2 separate regions of the Mus musculus genome follow, and region 1 is linked to region 2. A link is a contact called in public Micro-C data. All regions are on one chromosome and are shown on one strand. The core of a region is the stretch at or near the end of the contact, and the rest is flanking DNA. Distances in the headings are between cores, read along the strand shown.

What was found. Hi-C and Micro-C count contacts between places; a contact is called where the count stands out from the background.
Region 1: a Micro-C map of brown adipocytes shows a contact between it and region 2, with 2.1 times the contacts expected there. The contact joins the promoter of Hcrtr1 here to the promoter of Col16a1 in region 2. A contact is called at or near these places in 1 of 39 promoter capture datasets (embryonic stem cells), 1 of 484 Hi-C or Micro-C datasets (brown adipocytes), 3 of 115 datasets of contacts at active chromatin or transcription factors (embryonic stem cells, pancreatic cancer cells and stem cell-derived neural progenitor cells) and 2 of 9 other capture datasets (adipose tissue and pancreatic islet).

The regions. Positions count from the first base shown.
Region 1 is chr4:130,137,681-130,141,399 of GRCm38.p6, forward strand. It overlaps Hcrtr1 (hypocretin (orexin) receptor 1), which reads right to left and starts at 1,482. Exons shown (of 9, transcript NM_198959.2): 1 at 1,328-1,482; 2 at 399-516.
Region 2 is chr4:130,045,572-130,049,817 of GRCm38.p6, forward strand. Col16a1 (collagen, type XVI, alpha 1) reads left to right here and starts at 2,269. Exons shown (of 70, transcript NM_028266.5): 1 at 2,269-2,512; 2 at 4,062-4,168. The coding sequence starts at 4,096. It overlaps Gm12963 (a long non-coding RNA gene), which reads right to left and starts at 2,851. Exons shown (of 6, transcript XR_003955360.1): 1 at 2,837-2,851; 2 at 2,091-2,355.

The sequences.
Region 1 (3,719 bases), core at 232-2,731, 91 kb after region 2:
GAAACTCCCACAAGCCCTCAGCCCACTCCTTTCAAAGGCCCTGGTCTTGCCCTCAGGTCTTTGGGGTCTCAGACCAAACTTCCTGAGGGAGAGGAGGTAGGGAAGAAAGGAAGGAGGGAAGAAAGGAGGGGAGGAAGGAAGGAAGGGAGGAAGGGAGGGAGGGAGAGAGGGAGGGAGGAAGGAAGGAAGGAAGGAAAGAAGGAAGGAAGGAAGGAAGGAAGGAAGGAAGGAAGGAAGGAAGGAAGGAAGGAAAGAAGAGGACATTAGGGACTTTGTCTACCTCCGTCTCTTTATTCTTAGTCATGGGGTGGGAATGGTGGAGCTAGGCACCTTTTACCTCCCTCCTTGAGACTCAGTTTCCCCACCCAGTGGTCCAACAGAGTATTAAAGTTACCTACCTTCCAGAGCCACGATGAAGAGTATTGAGCTCTAAGGTTTGGGAACTACTTCACCCAGAGCCTGGTACACCCAGAAGCTGGCCCTCCAGTCAGTATTCGGTATCATTATTAGCAAGCCCTGTTGTGTGGATGGAGAGACGGGAAGCTGAGAGGTTGAGTCCCTTGTTCAAGGTCACAAAGCCAATCCAGGACAGTCTGAGTCCTCCGGCCACCACAGATTTAGGAAGGAAACCCATCCCCAACGACAAATATTCTTTCTTGAGTCAGTCCTCAAGCCTTTTCCCTTGGCTGGGAAAAGGGTGCAGGGAGATATTAAAGACCTAGGTCCCGCCCACTAGACTTGCCAGATCCTCCTCAGTGAGCGTACACGCGCGGGAACGCACAGACCCGCGAAGAGGAGTGCGGGTAAGCACCTTCCTAGGAGAGACGAAAGGAGGATCCTCACGCCAAGAAACAGGCTTCTCAAGACCCCCCTTGCTAGGTCTCCTGGAGTCCCCGGGGCCGAGATGCTCCCCGACGGCCGCCAGGGGTCGCTGAGCCGGTGCGCAGGCCGCTCTCCATTCATAAATCCGGCCTGGCTCAGGCCGCTCCCTCCTCCCTTGCTCAGACCCCTTCTTCCCTTGGCTGGGTAGGGACGACCCCAGATTGGTGTTAAGAGGATGGACAGTCCTTTCGAGAGCCCTAGGGGAAGGGGCAGAGACATTGGCCTACCGATTTCCCAGCGGGACCTCCCTGCTCCTTAGGGGGTCTGGGAGGATTCCCAGAAGGGGCAGCAAGTGCGCTAAAGGGTACCTCCCGGAGGTGAGCGGAGTGGGGGGTGGCGCAGTCTTCCGGCACCCAGGTCCCCAGAGACTCCAGCCCCCTCCATCACCTGCCGATGCTCTTCTGGAATCCCCAAGTCAGTCCTGGGGGTCGCCCACGCCCCGCACCTGTTGGCTCCCGGCCCCGGGCATCCTCCGTTGCTGGAACCTGGACCTTGCTCGCGGGACTTCGCCTTGGTGCGGAACTGGAGACGCGGCGGGGTAGCCCCCTCCTGAGGCGGCGCTGTCCGCTCAGTGGCTGCGTGGTCCCGGCTCTGGTGCCCGCGGTAGCTCGGGAGGGCTAGGGAGGGCTGCGCGCCGCGGGGAGGGGAGCGGAGCGGGATGCTGGGAGGAGAGGGGAGGGAGCCCCGGCCTGTCTGCACTCGAGGTCACCCAGCTGGAGCCCCGCCTTGTACTTCACGCTTCCATCCACCTCCATTCACGCGTCCACTGGCTCATTCACATCCTTCGCACACTTACGCTCCCGCCACCCGGCATTCAGCACGCACCTGGGGTGGGGAGCGTCGAGGGGCCACAGAGCAGGGGTGGACCCCACCACTACTTGCTGCCTCACCTGACCGATTAGGGTGGTGGCACAGGTGAGTGGCATAAGGGTAAGAGGATGCCGGTGCCGCCTTCAAGCAATCTCAGGACGCGCTGGAGCAGCTGGTGTCCAGAGATGTCAGAAAGCCCTGATCTTTCCCGTTCTCCCTGCCCCAAATCCTTCTTGTTCACATTTACTTTCCCCCTCCTAAAGCACAGACATGAGGTGGAGGCAGAAGAAGGGAAGCTGGAGGCGTTCATTAACTCAATATTTACCAATCTCTGTGGCAAGCAATGAACCTGTAATACGGCCGCCATTTCCACAGGATACTCAATGCATGATCTCATTTAATCCCCGCGTCAGCCTGGGGGAGATAGTTATTACTGTCCCCATTTTACAGATAAGTCCTTGGATACACACAGCTCGGGGCTTTGCCCAAGGTCAGAGGCAGTGCTGAGGTTCGAACCTGTGTTTCACTCTCAGATCTCCCAGAGCCCCTCTAACCCCCAGTTCTGCATAGGATGTAGGCTTCCGGGGAGTAAGGCATTTCCCTATGGTGTCCACAAAGATGGGTGAGACCTAGGGAGCTGAGAGTCACAACAGAGCAGAAGAGCTCACCCAGGACTTCCTAGAACAGCAACACCTGCTCTGAAGCCGGAAGCAGGACCAAGTGGCCCTTGGGTTAACACGGAGGTGTGTGTGTGTGTGTGTGTGTGTGTGTGTGTGTGTGTGTGTGTCTTTAAGGCAGACAACAGCAGGTGCACATGATTGGATCAGGTCTCCTGGGAATCCTAGCAGGTGGGTGGGGACTTTGTCCACCTATCACCTCAAGACAGTGTCGTCCAAGCAAGGGTCCTTTCTCACACATCCCTTCCTTCCTGGGAGTTGTAACCACCATCTTCCCTTTGCAGCCAGACCCTCTTCTAAGGCACTGGAGATGCAAACAGGGGGTCTGTGAGCAGATGACTAGGACATCACCCTTCTGGGTCTGGTGACCTCTATCTACTCTGGAAGAATGGGAGTGGCTGGACCCAAGGCAGAAACTCTGTCCTTGGGTAGTTGTGGCATCTGTATGCAAGAATATAGGCCACAGATCTCTAGGACTCTAAAACTGTCATGTCTGCTCTGAGTGCTGCCTGAGGCAGGGGATGGATGAAGGACTCCAGAGAAGAGGGACTGTGGTGTGTGTGTGTGTGTGTGAGAGAGAGAGAGAGAGAGAGAGAGAGACAGAGACAGAGACAGAGACAGAGACAGAGACAGACAGAGACAGAGACAGCGACAGAGAGAGGCAGAGAGACAGCAGAGACACACAGAGAGAGACACAGTGGGGTGATAAGGGAGAGGGTTTATATATTCACAGAGGGTGGTTAGGATGTCTCTAAAGAAACTAGCCATGGGTATTTGTGTGTCTCCGTACGAGAGTAGGCTTTTGGATGATGATTGGCTTCCCCCTGGGTAAGAGATGTCTTATGTGTCTTGATTTGTCCCTTTGTTTTGGTGTCTGTGTCTAAGGACTGTATGCACACGTGTGTATGTGCGTGCGCTCAGTGTATTTCAGTGTGTCTCCCTGTGAGTTTGGGAATGTGCGTGTGGGCATGCCTTTGTGTCTACAGCTCTGCAAGTGTGTGAATGTGGAACTCGGTAGTCTGCTCCCATGGTGATGAGTCATCCTTCTGCATTCTGTCCGCACCCCCCCTCCCCAAACACACACACCAATCTGGAGCTGCGACCATTTGCCATGTAGGGGTCCCAGAGGAGGCTACAGCACGTGGGGGATGGGAGGCAGATCATGCAAGGACATTCAAGTAACAGCTGCTGCAGGCGATGTACAGTCAGGGATTGTGGAAGATACAGATCGCTGCGTGGGCAGTGGGCAGCCCAGGCTCTGCACCAACTCTACAGTTCAGAGCTGTGGATTCCAAGTCCCCTAGGCGCTCTAGCTTGGATAGAGCAAACAGCCTCCATTCTTCCAAGGCA
Region 2 (4,246 bases), core at 1,019-3,518:
ATGTGATGCTAGGCAACTTGTTCCTGTACTCTGGATTTTCCTCCAGCAAAGGTGGAGGTGAAGTGTGAGCACTGCCCCCTGTTGTGTCCTGTAAACCTGACTAGTGGATGTTCCTTCCTTTTCCTGCTCTAAGCTGGGCAGTACTCCATTCGCAACCCCGACTGTGCCTGCCCAGCCCTCCTGACAGAGCTTCTGAAAGCCCCACCTCCTGCACTTCCTGCCTGCTGAGCTCAGCGCCTCGCAGGCCGCACCACTGCCACCACACATCTGGGCCCAGGCTCCGTGAGGGGACCACAGTGGGGCGCCTCCATGGCGTAGCAGCGTGGTTAGGTTTCCGCTGACTCAGGGATGGAGGTGGGAAATCCCGGGCCTGTCATGGCTCCGCCTGGGTTAGATGGGGCCACAGGTCTACAGCTTTAACCACCCTACTCCGACCGGAAGCCATCCTTGGGATGGAGGGTCTTAAGTCGCTTCCTTTCTAACCCCAACATATACCCTACAGCCGCTTCGCTTCCTTTTCTGAGGTTCATCCAAACTCAACTGTTTTTGCCTCTTTAGACCCTGTATATAAAGAAAACCTCCCTGTCCCTTAATGCCCACCCCCACTCCCTACAGACCCTGTCCTCTGCTAAGGATCCCAATAATGAAAATCGCAGCAAATATCTCTCCTCTTACGTGCCAGAGCACGGCTAAGCATTCTCACAGATGTTAATGAGTTTCCTTTAACAAAGCTACACGGGCAGCTGCAGGCATCTCATCTCACAGATGTGCAAATGGAATTAGAGATAAAAAGTAGATTTGAACCAGGCCTGCTGGGCACCGACTACCCAGGAGGCTGAGGCTAGAGGGTTGAAAGATCTAGGCTTGGCTGGGTGTGCTGGTGTGCATCATTAGTCCCAGCGTTCTCTAAGCAAGGGGGAATCTCTGTGAGTTCAAGGCCAGCCTGGTCTGCAAAGGGAGTTCCAAGACAGCCAGGGCTACATAGTGAGAACCTATCTTAAAAATAGAAAGTTCTAGGTTTGCTTCTGTCCCAGACCAGCTCAAGGCCAGCCTGAGCAACAGAGCGGTTTGGGTTTTTCGTTTGGTTGTTTTTTTTGTTTGTTTATTTGTTTGTTTTTGAGACAGGGTTTCTCTGTGTAGCCCTGGCTGTCCTGGAACTCACTTTGTAGAGTAGGCTGTCCTCAACTCACAGAGATCCACCTGCTTCTGCCTCCTGAGTGATGAGATTAAAGGCAACAGGCTGCCACCACCAAGCATGTGTGTGTACACCTGCACAAATTTACACATCACACACACACACACACACACACACACACACACACACACATACCACTATACCACCAAGGGGGGGGAGCATTAGCCTAGAATATGCAAACTCTAGGCTCAATATCCAGTTAAAAAGAGAACAAAACCAAGTTTGAGGGCCATGGAGATGGCTTAGCAGGTAAATGTGCTGGCCACCAAGACTGACCACCTTAGCGGGATTCCCCCAGAACCCCTATTGTGAAAGGAGATAGCTAACTCCATCAATTGTTCTCTGGCGTCCACACATACAACATGGCATTTACAACTATGCCTGTGTACACGTTCCGCACATACACATACAAAATAAATTAATTTAAAAAAAAGTCTTCTTAAAGCAGGGAGCAGGGAGGGGGCAGGGGGTAGGGATCTGAGTCTTTCCAACCTTCTGGAGTCCAAGAGGACTCCCTGACCCTACTTCTGTAGAAATGGGGACAGAGCAGAAGGAGTTAATTTAGCACAGGGTTGGGGAGTGGTGCTCTATCCCCTCCTCCCAGTGCAAGCAGAGGTTCTACAGCCTAGGAATGCTAGGCCCAGGCACTGGAAAAAGCTGACCACCGAGGCTTGGTCAGCAGCCACGTCGCGGGTTCCACGACTATGGAGGAGGGGTCTCTAGTCTTCTCCAGCTTTCTGGGGTCTCAGCCAAGGAAATTAGGGGGGGCACTAAGGAGGTCCCGGGCGCGCCTAGCCTGGCCTCCCTCCCGCCAGCCAGCCAGCCGCAGGCGCCCCTTCCAGGGCAGCTCTGGGCACGCAGGGTCCCGCCTTGCTCCGCTCACCCGCAGGCTCACCTGGCTGGGGAAGCGGGACGGGCGGGCCCGGGCGCAGGGCCAGGCCAGGAGCGCGGCGGTGCAGGCCAATGGCCAGTGCCTCCGCAGCCGCCGAACCCTCGCGGTCTCCCTCCTCCTCCAGCCTGGCGGGCCGGCCCAGCTGTGTTCCATTAGCCTCTTGGCAGGCCCCCAGCCCCCTGGAACCGCCCTCTTCCCTCTCCAGGAGCGGCCGGCAGTTCCTGCAAGCAGGCGTGTGAGTGTGCGCGCACGCTGCGCTGCACTCAGTCTAGAGAACTCAGGACGTGGAAAAGCTGGGGTCAGCGCAGACTGGCAGGGAGAGATCGAGGATCCTCCTGTGGGCCGTGGACCCCTGGCCCTGCTTCCCATAGCTGGCAGCCTTAGGGCTGCCAGGATTGCTCAGTGAAGGGCTCCGCGGGCCGTTGGTAAGTGGGCCAGCACTGGGCTGCTTCTCCCTCTGAGCTGAAAGGGCATATTCTGCTACTGACTCGCTATGTGACCTGGGGCAAGTGGCTAGCCCTCTCTGAGGGCCTCAGTGCTCTTTTTCTGCCGTGGGGTGATCTGGAAACTCCATGCTGGTCCTGCTGTCTCTGCCTCCATCTGTGTCTGTGTTGAGGGGGGCGGGGTCTCCTTGGAAGCATCTCTCTAGCTCATCCCTACAAGCCCTTCACTCAATCTGAGGCCTGGGAGTAGGAGCCAGAGTGGTGAACATGTTGAGCCCATCTCTATGTTCACGCCTCCACATGCACCCACATGCTGCTCATAGTCGGCTACCTTTCCACTGGCTGTCAGGAAGGGAAGGTCAGGCTGGGGTTGGAGAGTGGGGGGGATGCACACCCCTAGGATGGGAGATGACTGAGGTGGGGGCACAGATCCATCCCAAGAGTCCAGCCTCATATATATATATATATATACACACACACACACACACACACACACACACACACACACACACACGCATGCGTGAAGGCATCCTTTATTCTGTATCCAGCAATAAGGGAGATAAGTAAGCATGGCACCGTACAAAATCTGACTTGCCTAAGAAAGTACCAACAGAAGAGCCTCCTGGAGGGTGCTCATAGTCTGGCTCTGGACAGGAGCATGTATGTAAACTGGGCTTATCAGTTCTCATGTCTCTTAGCTCGCTTGCCTGCAGCTAGGTTTGATTGCACAGTCCCGGCACCTATGTGCCTATAAGCCTATGTGTATTGTATTGATACACATGGCTTTGTGTGCTCATGATCTGCCTGTCCTAGAAGGGGCCAGATGATATATGACTCTGCTGGCCACTTGCTGAGCCTGCATTGATTTATCTGGGCCCATCCATCAGGGTTTAATAAAACAAAAAGACGAGCATCCATCAGCGGGAGAGGTTGGCAACGGGGTCCTGAGCCCTGGTGACCTGCTCTCCTGCCCCTGTACACACAAGGGGAAGCTTTCTTGGCTCATACACAGCCCTGTGATCTCTGCCAAGAGACTCAGTCCAGTCTTCAGCCCCTGACCTTGTAGGTGCCTGGCAGGGCTAACCTGGGCTCAGCTGAGCACAGCTCTCCAGGTACTGGGCCACTATGCACCAGTGCAGAACACAGCCCTGGGATTCGTGAAACATTTTTGATAAATTGCCTCTGCTCATGGCCCCTTGCTTTCTCTGCCTCTGTGATCTTTTAGAACCCTCTAGACCTCTCCTCAACCCAGCGGCAAGCTCATGACATAGCAGAAGCTGTCTGGGCCTTGCTTCTGTGCTTCAGCTAGGCTTGTGCTCGGGCTGGTGAGTGTCTAGGGCATACCGGTGGTTAAATATTTTCTTTATTACTACTGCCCAGATTCTCACCCCAGGCTTGTGTGGGGCCTCTAAGAGGAACTGACACCAAGCCCTTATCCCTGCAGTCCCTGGTACATGGGTCCCAAGAAGGCTGTCACTTACCCACACTTTTGGGCACTCTGAAGCCCACCCCCCATGTCTCTGGTTGTCAGGTGCCGAGGCTGCAGCTGATCTCTCTGGACCAGCATGTTGACATCCTGGGCTCCCGGCCTGTGGGTGCTCGGGCTCTGGGCCACCTTCAGCCATGGGACAAATATAGGTGAGCTGACACAGGCCTACATCTGACTCCCTGAGATGGTCTTTGCACATACGTGACCATGTATATCTCAGCCATTTG